Linked DNA regions of Muntiacus reevesi: region 1 is linked to region 2. The links are chromatin contacts, called in public Hi-C maps. All regions are on one chromosome and are shown on one strand. Each heading gives the region's core, a stretch centred on a gene start, on an enhancer-like site or on the middle of the called end of the contact. The rest is flanking DNA. Distances are from core to core; before and after follow the strand shown.

What was found. Hi-C and Micro-C count contacts between places; a contact is called where the count stands out from the background.
Region 1: a Hi-C map of muscle shows a contact between it and region 2, with 8 times the contacts expected there. The contact joins the promoter of HRCT1 here to the promoter of NPR2 in region 2. A contact is called at or near these places in 2 of 3 Hi-C or Micro-C datasets (blood and muscle).

The regions. Positions count from the first base shown.
Region 1 is chr17:56,114,026-56,121,889 of mMunRee1.1, reverse strand. HRCT1 (histidine rich carboxyl terminus 1) reads right to left here and starts at 2,811. Exons shown (of 1, transcript XM_065908276.1): 1 at 1,797-2,811. The coding sequence starts at 2,619. The coding sequence ends at 2,272. SPAAR (small regulatory polypeptide of amino acid response) reads right to left here and starts at 1,720. Exons shown (of 2, transcript XM_065908275.1): 1 at 1,636-1,720. The coding sequence starts at 1,709.
Region 2 is chr17:55,912,407-55,919,220 of mMunRee1.1, reverse strand. It overlaps NPR2 (natriuretic peptide receptor 2), which reads right to left and starts at 5,263. Exons shown (of 21, transcript XM_065907765.1): 1 at 3,777-5,263; 2 at 2,733-2,938. The coding sequence starts at 4,443.

The DNA.
Region 1 (7,864 bases), core at 1,562-4,061, 210 kb before region 2:
GAAGGGGAAGGTGATGGCAAGCCTCTTGGCTCTCCCAGAGGATGCTCGAGGCCACACATAGGAAAGGCAGGCAATCCAAGGCTCACATCGGGCTCTGCAGAGGGATGAGGGAGGTCCAGGCTGGCGGGCTATCGACCTCCACACACCCCAACACTCAGCAGATGGGGTAGTAAAGCGGGAGCTCTCTCGGCAAGGCCCTAGAAGCTTAAAGGACTAATCCCTGCAATGTCCCACTAGTAAAGTTGGAAGCCCTCAAGCCCTAAGCTTCTAGTAGTGATGATTCCAAGTACATTTACTTTTTCCAGAGAGCATGAAGCCCTGGAAACCTTTCTCGAGCATCTGTCATGTGGGCTGATCCCACACTTGGGCATGGGGGGGCCCTCAAGAGTTCTCCAGTCTAGGAGGACAGGGGCCTTTGAATCTCTAGGGAAAGAGATTTGAGTGCATCGGCAGAAATGACAACAACAATAACAATAATAATAAATGAGAAACCCATAAGAGTGAATGACAAATTCTTCTTGGGCAAAGACAGAGAGGGGAACGTGCAAGATGTTTCCTGAGCCTAAGGACTGGAGCAGTGTGGACAGGACAGAAGGAACAGGAGGAGGCAGGAATCAGACCGGGGGCCTTGGATGGCCAACCAAGAGGCAGAGACTTGGTCCCAAGGGCAATGGGCAGGCTGCAGTGTGAAGAGGCCTCGCAAAGTGGCAGGGCTGGAGGTGTGCAGACTTGGAGGGGTTGTGGCAGGAATCCGGATCAGGGATGAACTAAGGGTAACCACAGGGTAAGGGAGGAGAGGCTGATACAAAGAGTGCTATAGACCCTGGATCCTCTTTCCCAAGCCTGAAATCTGGCCTTGCTATCAGTGAATTTGCCTCCCTCTCCCCGCCTCCCACCCCAGGCCTCATAGAGAATCACCGGGGAATAGAAAAGAAACAGGACATTCTGTTCCAGTGAGTCAGCCACCAGGCCCCTGACTTTATGGCCTGTTCTCCGGCCTCTCCCCACCGCCTCGCCTGGCCCTCAAGCCTCTCCCCCTCCCCTTCCCACCCCAGTTCACAGGACTTCCTTCCTCACTGAAGGCCTCAGAACTGGATTCCGTCCTGGCTGCAGAATCCTGTCAGCTGCCCTGGGGTAGCTGGGAACAGGCTTTGACAAGAAGCGTCTGTCACCTATCTCATCTTAGGGAAGGGGAAACTGAGACTCCGAGGAGCAAGCCCTCTCCCAGGGCCACCCAGCAGCACATTCTCCCTCCTAAACTCACAGCCACACACAGACTCCAGCCAGCCACAGACACATACACACACACACACACAGACACAGACACGCACGCACACACACACACACACACACGCATCAGTGGGGTCAGGCTGGCTGAGACTCAACACCTGGATGAGAAACCCTGACCAGTTTACCAAAGAAACGTTCATTCAGCGCAGCCTCGCAGGGGCCTTCTGCAGGCCCGGAGCATAGTCTGCCCTAGAGGTGGACCGGACAGAGCCCTGGGGGCCAGCCTGGACGGCCTCGCTCCTTCTCTCCGAGCCCCACCGGTACACAGAGAGCCGTCTCTGTGCAGGGCTGCCTGCAAACCCTAACCATGCCTCCCATCAGAGCTCGGGCCCCAGGCCTTCTCACCTACTGTCCACGGAGCCCAGCGGAGCCGTCCAGTCTCCCCCACGGCAGGGCCCACTCAGACATTCACTTCCCATCAGAGAGGGAGGTCCAGGGAAAGGCAGGAACAGGCCTGGCCGCTCCCTCCCTCCCACTTGAGTTACAATCAAGAGCCTCTTCACAAAGCTTCTTAATGGTTTTTATTTTCTTGGATTAAGGCACCACTGACTTGACTGTGCAGCCTCACGACCTCCTTCAAACACAGGGGCATCGCCAGGGCCCCTCCCAGCTACCTTGCCAGCCAGAGGCCTGGTCATTGAGAGCGAGCAGGGCACACCTGCCCATCCGCACACACCAGCATGCCTGCACCAACCGGACAGGCGGTCCACTCTGGTGCCCCTCGGGAGTTAAGGTCACAAGGTGGTGTCTGCCCCGAAGGACCGCCAGCACCGCCTGCGCTCAGCCCGTCCCCCTCCTGTGTGTGCAGGGCCAGCCCTGGCGCTCCTCCGCTCTCCTCCGCAGCACACGGGGCGTGGAAGGTAGACGAAGCCCAAGCAGGACCCGGTGTTCCCTGCAGAGAGGCGCCCTGCTGCGTGGGAGCGTCGGCAGGTCCACTCGTCTGGCGACGGCAGGGCAGGCAGCGGCTGCCCTGCACGGGCCTCAGTGGCGGCCTCGGTGGGCACGGGCGGCGTGGTGGGCGGCGTGATGGTGGGCATGGTGGTGGGCGAGGTGGTGATGGTGATGGTGGAGGTTCGCATGGGGCATGTGAGACACGTGGCCAGCATGGCGGAAATGGTGCAAGTGTCCCAGGTGGCCCCGGCCTGAGGAGATCCACGGCCGGGCCCACCTGATGCGGTTCCTCCTGGCGGCGGGGCGGTTCCTCTCCATGTCGGGCTCCTCCTGTCTGGAGTACAGGCAGGCGGCCAGCAGCAGCAGCAGCAGCAGCAAGGCCACCGCCGTGCCGACGATCAGGCCCACGAGGGTCGTGCGCTGCAGGAGGTCCAGCATCTGGGAGCTGACAGGGCCCTCTGCGTGGCGGCTCCGCACTGCTTCCTCCCCTCCAGCAGCCTCTGCTCAGCCCTCGCGGTCACTGGACTGTTTTCTCTGCTCCTGTGGGTTGGAGAGCAGCCAGGGAATGTGGGTGCAGCCTCTTTGGGTTGCAGCTGCCAGCTGAGGGGAGGCCCGGCGACTGTTAACTCTGGGGAGGCCCAAGTGAGGCTAGGTGGGGAGAGAGGAGCTGGAAGGAGGGGCCTCGGGGTGGGGGGAGAGCCCAGAGGCTAGAGATAAGAGCCTGGGCCCCCATCCCTGCCACCCAGCCGGGTGACTGGGCCAGCCCGGTCCCCTCCCTGGGCCTCAGAGCCCTCCTTTCTTAGAGACAGCACAGCACGCTAACTAAGATCGTGGGTTCTAGAACCACATGACTCACCAGCCCTGTGACTGCGCATGTTTCCCATGCTCGCTGCCTCAGTTTCCTCATGTGTAAAAGGGTTCATTAGAGTATATTTCCTAGTAGGGTTTTCTGAGGATTTAAGGAATTAGTGTTTATAAGGCACTTAAACCAGGTCTGGACACGTTTGCCACTGATATTGAGTGAGTGAGTGAAAGTCACTCAGTCGTATCCGACTCTGCGACCCCAAGGACGGTAGCCTGCCAGTCTCCTCTGTTCAAATTATCCAGGCAAGAATCCTGGAGTGGGTTGCCATTCCCTTCTCCAGGGGATCTTCCCAACCCAGGGATCAAACCTGGGTCTCCTGCAAGTAGGGCAGATTCTTTACCACCCAAGCCACCAGGGAAGCCGCCGATATTCAGGCAGTGGAGTTTGGCCCAGATGGCTTGGGGGGACCGAGCATCATCTGGGAGACCGTGGCTCCCTGCCCTGCAGCCCACAGAGGCCGCGGGGGCTGAGTCACATTCTGTCCTGCAGAATGTCTGCTCCTGCACTCTTCAGGAGCTCAGGCCAGCCCGGCAGGCAGGAAAGCTGAACAACTGTCTCTGCAGCCTCAGTCCTGCTGGGTCTGGGAGCCGGGTGTCAGTGTAGGGCTGCAGGAGGCAGGAAGCTGGCCGCTGAGGTCAGAGAGGCCAGGCCCCAGGGTCAGCCTCCTGCTTCCCAGTCAACAGGCTCAACTGCCCATACACGGCAGGCTCCCCGCTCCATCCGAAGCTCCCCACCCGACAGTCAAGACACACCATTCCTGCCTGGGGGAGAATTCACAGAGCAGGCAGGACCTGAGCAGTTGCAGATCCCTCTGCCCATGCAGTCCAGAGCCCTCTGTTCATCTAGACAAGCACTTATCCATCCCACCACACGGCCAAGCGGCCGGGGACGGTTGCTTGCTATCTTTCCAGGCAGCCCCTCCCATTGTGGGCTTGTCAGGCTGCTCTTACAGTCCTTCCTCACATGCTGCAGGGTCCCCCCCAAAGCCACAGCTCTGCACCTCGCCCTTGAGACCATGGGTGCCCAGGGGACCCTCCACAGAGAGCCCCCACCCCGCCCCCACTCAGTTCTCTGCCACCCAGAGAAATGCTTCCAGCAGCCTGCCTCCTGGTGACCTTGGACACACCCCTTCTCTGCAGCCTGTTTCCTCCTCTGGAAAAGCGCCAGGGCAAGAGGTGACCTCTGGGGACCCTCCCTCTCTGACCTGGATCTGAGATGAACTGTCTCAGGGAGGCCCCAAACCCTTAGTGCAAACCTCCTCTGGATGAAAAGATCAAACATTCCCTTCAACCAAATTGGACTCTGGGGGCAGAGGGTTTAATGAGTCCTGGGGTTCTCCCCCTGGGGTGCAGGGTGGAGGGAGGAAGCCACTTGAACTTTTAATGATGCTCAAGTGAGCATTCCCTCCTGCGGCTTCTGGAGGCCCAGGAGGCCAGCTGCCTCCCCTGGGGGCCCATTAAGGAGGGAAGTCTGCTGGAAGGAGGAGGAGGAAGGCAAGCAGAACTTTCTCCTACTTGGGAGCGTCTCCCTGCGGCCCCAGCCCTCACCGAGAGCTGCAGAAACTGATGCCAGAGGAGGGAAGGGGCTTGTCTGAGTTTCCCCAGCCTCAGGGGCTATGCTGGACAGCATGTAGTCAAGGCAGCAAGACTCCTGGAGTGAAGGCCGGGCTCCTGAGTGAGAGTCTGAGATCAGCTGGGGACCGTCCACAGTGATAACGGAAAGGACGTGCGGATACGGATGACTCTGGTGGGGAAGGGGTTTCGGGGCTTCCCCAACACCACCCCCACATTTATTTTCTCAAGTGCACAGTCACTCCCTATCCGGACAGAGGATGCCATCCTAATGTGGGCATTTGATTTGAAGCTTTGGGTACTCAGGGAGATATCGAGACCGTGGTCCTCCAGGACATTACAAGTGACTGAGACTTCCTTGGAGGGGTTGCGGACAGATGACCTTACAGGATACGTGACTGTGTGTTCCCTGCCCCGAAAAAGCTTTCCTGGGGCGTTGTCACTGTATTTCTCCCTTAAGGCTGGGGCTTCTGCACACTCCACTGGCAGCCTTTCAAGCTGAGGGACCAGAGTTCCGGACGATACATATGGCTGATGGGGCAGCCTTTTGGAGTTCATATCATTAGCTTCATGATGTGATATGAAGGTGCCCCCAACCCTAATCTCTGCATATACTTGCCTGCATGTGAACACGTGTAAACCAACATTGCATTGAAGCAAATTCATGCACCAAGAGCTATGTGTACACACACTTACGCACAAGTACACACAAGCTCCCTAAAAGCTCGCAAACTTGTGCTGGTCCTAGCTGCAAGTGGGTTTTGATCGTCCCACAACAGCAACCTTTGTTTTCACCAATTGGTAGCACCACCTAGTGGTGACACTGTAAATAAATCAGTTTTGTATTCAGACTTGTTGAAAGCGGTAGTTCCCTGATCTTTACTTACAGATCATAATCTGAAACCATCCACTTAACTCTTCTCTGTTTCAAATTCTGACCAAGAACATGTAAAGAATTTCTGCAATACATAGTGCAGGTGGAAGCAGATCAATGGATGTATTGACTAAGGAAGGGCATCCCTGGGAAGCCCGATGGGGGTGCTGCCCCAGCAGAGCCACTCTCAGCCCCATGATAGACACCAGGGCTATGCATTAGGATGAGGTTGGCACAGGCTGGAAGCAATTTTGGTGATGCTGGGAACTGTACAAGCGTCTGCTTGCAAATCAGTTGGCCAAGACTTAGCCCAATGTTTGGTTTGCACATAAAAGCAGAGACACTGGTCAGAAGATTCCTAACCTATACACTCACTTAGAGAAAGGAGACATTCCTCCAGCTAACCTTGAGCTGCCTCCATAAATCCTGAAAGCAAAGTTGCCTAGCATAGCAGCAAACTTCTCTCAAGAGCCCTCCCCTGCATTAATCATGGCCAACTGGATGCCCGCACCTAGAAACTAAACCATAAACAAGTGGGCCTGGAACCAATATGCTTGAAAATAATCTGCATAGTCTTGCCTAGAACCACTTCAAATTCCAATCCCTCTAGGGATCTAGGGGTCCCTCTAAAGAAAACATAGATCTAGGTAGGTCCTTCTAAAGAAAAACTACTAGACATATGAAGAAAAATACAAGGTATCGTGTCTTTATTAAGAGAGTTGCTAAAAGCCTGAAAACAGGGACTTAGTAAAATTTCCAAATTTATCTTCTAAATAATATTTGAAAAGTTAATTCATAAACAAGTTTGGAAAAATATGCAAAATTTTACTTTCAAATTAAAAACCAAATCAAGAAAGACTGCTTTGAGAACCTTCCCTGTAACTCTGAAAAAGACCAAAGAAAGAAAGAAATGCCCAGGAAATGAAACACAGCTGGCCTTTAAACAACAGTGGGGAAACAGGGCACCAATCCCCACGCAGTTGAAAATCAACTTTGTAGGTGGCCCTCCATATCTGGGGTTCTGCACCTGAGTCAGCCAACCATGGATTGTGTAGCACTGCAGTATTTAGTACTGAAAAAACAATATGTGTAATGGATTCATGCAGTTCAAATACATGTTGTCTGAGGGTCAGCTCCATACTTGTATAATAGACATTCCAGAAGTGGAGAAAAGAACCTGTGGAGAAACAACTGTTAAAGAAATAAAGAAAATTTCCTATCTGAAGCATTGTCTTTTGATGAAAAGTTGCCCTGGGCACTAGGCAAGCTATCTGAAGAGGCCAGGCCAAGCCAAACCAGCAAGGTATATCCAGGTGAAAATTGAATAGGAGAAGTGTTATGTGAAGAAAATGTATAACAAAGCAAAATGGTAGACCACTATGGAAACAGTTTAGCAGTTCCTTACAAATCTAAACACACTCTGTCTATCATCTGATCCAGTAATCACATTCCTTGGTATTTATCCAAAGGTAAAACGTATGTCCCTTCAAACACCTGCACACGGACGTTTGTAGCAGCTGTATTCATAACTTCCAAAACTTGACAGCAGCTAAGATACCCTCCAGTAGGTGAACGGATTGAAAAGCTAAGTATATCCAAACAATGGAACATTATTCAGCTCTAGGAAAAATGAGCTGTCAAGTCATGAGTAGACACAGAGGAATCTTAAATGTGTATTGCTAAGTGAAAGAGGACCATCTGAAAAAGCTACATACTATGTGATTCCAATTGTATAACATTCTGGAAGAGGCATAACTATGGAGACAAAGAATCAGCGGTTGCCAGGAGGCAGTGAGGAGGAAAGGATGAGTAAGCAGAACGTAAAGGATTTTTAGGTCAAAGAAACTCTTACGTATGTCATCATAATGTGGACATATGTCATTATACACTGGTGAACCGTTAGAATGTACATCAGCAACAGTGAGCCCTGAAGTTACCCAGGGACTCTGGGACTCTGTCAGTGTAGGTGCATCAATTGTAACAAACGGAGACGTTAATAGCGGGGAAGTCTCTCTGTACATGGGGCGGGAAGTACATGGAAACTCTCTCTACCTTCCATTCAACTTAGCTGTGAATGTAACCTGCTCTAAAAAATAAAGTCTACTTTAAAGAAGAATAAGGAGGAACTTCCCTGGTGGTCCACTGGTTGAGAACCCAGCTGCCAATGTGGGGCCCATGGGTTCAGCCCCAGAAAGATCTACACGCCGTGGAGCAGCTAAACCCGTTGGCCACAACTACTGAGCCCATGTGCTGCAACCACTGAAGATCTGCACCTAAAACCTGTGCTCGGAAACAGCAGAAACCACTGTTAACAAGTCACCCGTGCACCTCAACCAGAGAGGAGCCCCCACGCACTGCAACTAGAGAAAGTCA
Region 2 (6,814 bases), core at 4,014-6,513:
AACCTCCCTCTTTGCTTTTCTGTCTGAATAACGCCTACAGTGAGCGGGAGAGCTGAGAATTAATTTATAGTCAGCCCTTGAGCAACATGGGTATGAACTGCATGGGTCCACTGATAATGCGGCTTTTTTTTCCCCCCCAGTAAACACAGACCACAGGACTGTATGATCCATGGTCAGCTGAATCCACAGACGTGGAACTTCTGATGGGGAGGCCCGACTGTAATGTGATGCTCAGATTTTTGACTGCATGGAGGGGTGGGTGTCCCTGATTCCCACAATGTTCAAAGATCAATTGTCTATAACTAATTGTTAGTGGACTATATCCCTCCTCCCCTATCCTAAACGCTGGGGCCTCTTGGCTGGTAGAAATTCTCTCACAAGAGAGAAAGTTGTTCCCTCCACAAAGAAAATGTGGCCCAGAAGGCTGTGGAATCTTGCTATCTGGGAGGGTCGGGGAGACGTTCCTTGACCACGGTAGCTAAAGCACAATTCCCTTGTCACTCTCTTCTCAAACCACTCCATTCGTTTTTTTTTAAGTACCATACTACATCACAATTTGTTCTATGCTAGTATTGTTGCTTATTTGTTTATGTTGGTCTACTCTACTGAATGTAGACTCCAAAAAGGCAGGGACTATATCGGTTATGTCCTCTGCTGTATACTAGTACCTAGCACAGTGACTGGGACATAACAGGTGCTCAGTAAACTCTAATAGAATGAGTCAGTCTTCAAATGAATCAAACATGGGCTGAAGAGTAAGTTTCAGAGGAGATAAAGTTAGTCACAAGAGTGGGAAATTCTGTCCAGCCTGAGGATTCAGGGATTGTTTCCAGAAGGGAAGATAACTGATCAGAGTCCTAAAGAATGCCTTATTCAGACAGACAAAAGATGAGAGGGTCATTTTAGGCAAAAGTTATAGCATCAACAAAACCTGTCCTGTCCCTGCCTGTGTTCACGTGTGACAGTCACAAACTCATGCTCAGCAGTGCACACAGATATGTCATTCACAGTCAGACACAACCAAATACAAAATCACAGCCACAGCCACGGGGCGCTCAACCCAGCGCTCAGTGACCACCGAGATGGGTGGGCTGAGAAGGGAGATGGGAGCGGGGTTCAGGAGGGAGGGGACACATGTATGCCTGTGACTGATTCCTACTGATGTGTGGCAGATACCAACACAAATATCGTAAGCAGCCATCCTCCAATTAAAAAAAAAAAAAACAGTCATATTAAAACCTCACTTACTGGAGAAGGTGGCCAAACAAGTCCAGCACTTATACATACCTACTTAGAGTCAAACAATCTAAGGGTTGAAAGGACCTTAAGGTTATCCCATATGCCACCTCAAATCCTTTTGGGAAAAGGAGGGCTATGCATAAATAAGTTTAAAAAAATACTTATGCACACAAATCAGTGAAAAATTGGTGGGAGGAGAGGGGAGCAGCTCATGGGTATGATTTTAACAGGCAGAGATTTGGGGTGAAGGCAGGAAGAGCCCTGTGAACAGAAGAAGCAGGGAGCATCAAGACAAGGGGCAGCTTTTGGTCTCGGGTTTGAGAGAGGTCTAGCCGCTGACGTACTCAGCAGTACTGGAAAGTTAAGATTTTAAAAGTGGGTTGAGACCAGATTGTAGGAAATCTTAAAGGTCATGATAAGGAGTCAGGACTTCATTCAGTGGGAAATCAGTCATTTAAAGTTTTGAGCAGAGACGTGAACAGAGTCATGTCAGTTCTCCCTACAAGTTGTTTCTCACATCCATTTCTTTCACTCCCTGGAGAAGGAAATGGCAACTCACTCCAGTATTCCTGCCCTGGAAAACCCTGTGGACAGAGGAACCTATCGGGCTGCAGCCCATGGGGTCGCAAAGAGTCAGACACAAACGAGCACACACGCATCATCACAGTTCAAGCCACACCTCTGTGCCTCGTTCTAACCTGTTACATACAGGTGGTCTCACTGCGTCCAGTCTTCTCCTCTTCCAATCCAACCTGAATTCTGTCAGTATACTTCTCATCATACACACACCGAAAAAACTCGAAAACTTGGCCATTCAAGTCCAAGCACCTCAGTCTTAGGTTCAGGGCTCTTCTTAATCTGAGGCTACCCCTCAACATTATTTCTTATAATCTGTCCCCAAGTGAACCACTCCTTCTTGTCAGGTCAGTTTGCCTTGAACCCTCAAACAGATCCATTCCTGTCTTTTTCTCTTAGCTGCCTGGATCCTCTTTCCCACTCTAACTAGGAAAACAACATCTGTCTTTAAAGTCACAATAGAGTCTTGCTTCCTTTATAAAAAGCCTTCCCTAAACCCAGCCCACAGTGACTCTCTCCTCTGAACCACTCATGTTCTTAGCATCTCTTCCAGGACCCGTAATCACATCCTATCTCATACTTATATCTAACCGTACTGCAATCATGCCTCACCTCTGCAGAAAGGGTGGAAGCCCTCCTAGGGGCTGGGACTAAGTCTTCTCCTGAACTTTTCTCCCTGACAGTATATCTACCATTGGTACTTAGGAAAGCCAGCCATTCCAGGATCTTAAGAGGTGGCCTTGGCAGACATAGAGAAAGAGCCACAAAGGTGAGGCTAGGCTAGAAAATCCCCTATCCATTTCACCTTCATAGTTTACAATTCTCGCCCTATTGCTGGGGCTTCTGTGGGGTTTTGTGAAAGAGAATTCCCCCAAAAGTTCCTCTCCCCCTTCCTTCGAGTTTGGTTCAGATGATACCTGAAATGCTTCTCTGAGGGCCTGGGCCTGTTCCCGGGTGCGATTATCCTGCCAGGGCCGGCCCACGGAGCGTGTGGGGCCCGCGCGGAGACTCTCCCCAAAGACATCCAGGTAAAAGAAGACGTAATCCCCGTTGGTCAGGTTCTCCCTCTGCGCCTGCAGCAGGATCTCATGCAGCATCTCCAGAGGGCCACAGATGTACACAACTGGGAGCAGGTACATGAGAGAGGGGCCCCCTGAGAGAGGGGCCAGGACCCCGAACAGCCCCATCTGACCAGCTGTATCTCCGTCCTTAGCGAGGAACAGAGGCCCTGACCTATCAACCACCCACCAGATGTCCCCCATCCCTCCCCTTGGGAGTCTATGTCATAAGTACCCTGGGGCCATAAGGACCATCTGGCAGAAGTCAGAGCCTGACTCCAGGCTCCAAAGGAAGGGAGCTACATCCCTCAAGCCCCTCCTCTTCCCAGAGCCCTGCCGTCTGCCTCCCACCCGACCTCCTCACTCCCCCACTCTGCCCTGCCTCTCCCTAGGCTCAAAGCCACTGATGGCTCAGAATTTCTCTCAGTGTGGGCTTTACCTGTCTTTCCCCACCAAATCTGCTGTACCTCAAAGCCCATTAACAGAGTCCTCACTCTTCTTATGCCTCCAAAGGGTCCTGGCAGCCCAGTCTGAGAAGTCTCTGCTCACAGACAGGCACACATTTTGGAGTGACCATCAACTACATTCACTAGTCCGGGGCACTCACACTGCTCTCCAGATTCAACTTCCCCCAGCCCCACACTCTCCCTGACCCAAGCTTCACCCTCCATGCTATCTTCTTCCTTGTTCACATCTACCTGTGAACGGCCACCAGCAACCCCCTGCCCCAATACAATGCCTCGGGCCTCTCCCAGGGGCTCCATCCACGTCTGCTTCTTGATCCCAACCACCAGCATCAATCAGCCCCTCAACACCCGTCTCCATCTACAGCCTCCCAGTGCCAAGCCCCAGGGACACCGCGACCCTCCTCCCCAGCCCTAACACAGCCTCGGCCACACTCACTGCGCCCGTTGGCCCGGATGAAGTGGGTGGCCTGCTCAGGGCCCCCCGGCTCACGGGCATACACCTGGTGCTGCACACTGAGGTTGATGCCCTGCAGGGCCTCAAAGACGCCCTCGATGGTGAAGTAGTGAGGCCGGTCATCTGTGCGGGCGTCCAGATACAGCAAGGCAGCACGGGCGGTCCAGTTGAAGTGCCCGTGGAGCATCACTACAAACTCACCCAGTTTGGGAGCAGAGGGGCCAGTGCGCACCAGGGTTCGGTAATGCTCGCTCTTAGCTGAAAACCCAGAGGCCACAGCACCGGCGGTCAGCAGGGGAAGACGCCAGTGTGAGGCAAAGCGAGCCACAGAGGCCGCGGGGTACACGCAACCGGGGCCCAAGAGAAGGTCGGGGTCATGGTACAACTTGAGATCCACAGCGCGCAGGGGGGCCAGGTACTCGGAGCAGGCGCCGTCCAGCTCCGAGCTGACGAAGCGGAGGTCCACGGGCAGCGCGCGGCCCAGCGCCTCCACGGCAAGGGCCACAGCGGGACCCACGCGCGGCCAGGCCCAGGCGTAGCTCAGGTTGTGTTCCGGCAGCACCACCGCCAGCGTCAGGTTGCGCGCCCCGGGAGGGCGCACCCCACCTGCCAGGGCTGCCACGACCAGCAGGAGAGATGGCAGTGCCATGGGGAGAGAGCGGCGGCCCCACCGCCCCCAGAAGCCGGGGCCAGGCGGGCCCACGGGGGAGGCCCCAGCGCCACCCAGCCTGGAACCAGGGGAAGACCGCCGGGAGAGAAGTGATGGTGAGCCAGCGGGGCTGGGACTCGGGAGAGGGGCAGCGATGGGCGAGGGAGAGGGCGGAGGAAGGCAGCCCCGGGGAGCGGGTGAGGACCGGGTCCCGCGGCCCCGGGCACGGCTGAGGAGGGCTACGGGTAGGGTGGCAGGGGGCCGGAGGGGCCGCGGGGGCCTGTGACTGGGATGTGGACAGTGAGGGGCGAAGTCGGCTGGTGAATCTGGAGCTGAGAAGGAAACGGGGGTCCGCGACTGGGACGGGGTGGGGGTGCGGGGCAGGCTGGCACCGAGAGCAGGCCTGGGGGCGCCTCACAGCCCAAGGGGCTAGGAGGGCAGAGGGCTGCGGAGAGGAGGACCAGGGGGGTAAGGTGGGAGGGGGCTGGCGCGGCGGAAGGACTGGGACATGGGCGGCGGGGAGCGAAGCGAGGCCTGGGCCGGCGGGGGAGGCAGGCAGGGGCGAGTCTCCCCGAGAAGGCTTCTCCCGAAGCTCCTGCTGGGACTAACGGGCCCAGGGCGCAGGTCCCGTCCGGAGCTGCGGCGGCCCCGCCCGTGTCCCAGCGCCGCTCTGCTCCGCTTCTCCTGGGCCCGGGCGGCCCGCGCAGCCCCGCGCTTCCTCCCGCCCCCTGCCGGGGCCCCCGGGCGCGCCGCTCGTCCGGGTCAGGTCGCCGCGGCCCGGCCGTCTCCGCTCGCTGCGCCGGCGGCGGCCGAGTGCGACTCCCCGGGCAGGCCGCCCGCCCCCGCCCCGCGCCGTCCCCGCCCCGCCCCGCGGCCCCTCCTTCTCCCGCCCGGCCCCACCCTCCGGCGCCTGCTGTCTCCCCCGGCCCGCACCCCCGGGCCCCCGCCCGGCCGCCGGGGCCCTCCCAGGTCCCACACCCACCCGGGGGCGCCGCGCGAGGGCCTCCCAGGCCGGCGAGGTTCCGGGCGTCCCCTCACTCCGAGGCCTGCCGGGTCTCCTCCAGGCCCCCCGGGCCACCCCGCGCGCGCTGTCCATCGCACTCCCGGGAGCCGGGGCCTCTCCACACGGCCCTCGCGCATCCCGCTCTTCTTGGGGTCTCCTCTCTCAGTTCCCCCGAGTCCCTCAGACACTCCAGTCTCAGGAAGAAGTCTGGAACCCCCACGTATTTGGTATCCTCACTTGTCCTCCACCTAGCGGGCCACACCACCCTTCTCACTGCCGGGAACGCTCTCTCCCCGGCACCAGCAAAACATGCTTGCTCCCTGGAAGAGCAGGCCCCTCCAGGACCAAGGCGTCCCAAGGACCGATCTTTCCCGAGTCCTTACGAAGTCCACAAGTCGCCCTTTTCCTTAAGGCTCAACTCTCCAATCTCTCTCTTGCTGGCCCTACGCCCCGTCCGTGCGCTCCCGGGTCCTCCGAGGCCACCACAGCCCACGGGGCTTCCATCGCACCATCTGCTCCTGGGCAGGACCCCAGAACAGCCTCTTCTCTTTGTCTCCCTTCACGGCCCAGGCTCGCACCCGAGGAAACCTCAGGGGATGACTCAGCAGAGCGTTTCCAGCAGTAGAAGCCCACCGTGTCCCCTTCGGGTTCCACCCTCCCTCCTAAGCGTCCAGCGTGGAAGGCTCACCCCAGACACCCCAGATCTGGAGGAGCTGATCTGATTGCGAGGACCAGCTTGGGAGGGGTGAAATCACGGTTGCTGGGAGGAACTACCACGGGACCTTAGGGAGTTTTCCTCAAATTGTCTTTAAGGAGATGCACATCAACCCATTTCCCTCCCCCCTGCCGAGAGCCACAGGGCATCTCCTGCTTCAGGCCACTTCTCCAGCAATCACAAAGCCAAGAAGCTGAGAGCTCCCGGAGACGAGCCAGAAGGGTGGCTGTGCAGGGGGAGGAGGGGCCCAGTTTCTCTGAGGTGGAGGCGACACCTAGTGGTTTGGGGGCGGAACTAAAGAACAATGCCATTTTATTCTCAGGTACAATATTACTTTATTGAACAGCTTGCCTTGCACAAGCTATGGGGGTGAATGCACAAAGCTGAATGATACAGGCTCACCTTTGAGGAGCATTCATTTGGAACCCCTTGGGCTCAGAGGCCAAAGGCAAGCCCCCCAACAACCTCTTTTGCCCTCAAGCCAGTAGAAATGGAAACCTTTGGATAGCTCTTTAATACAGACATGTAACTCCAGTTCCAGCGCCTGACACTGTTAGTGCAAAGAAACTTCATCCTATCTGAGCAAGGAAAAGAAGGATAGACCAGACAAACGGGTAATGGGACAACCCGAAGAAGACATGACTCTAACTCAC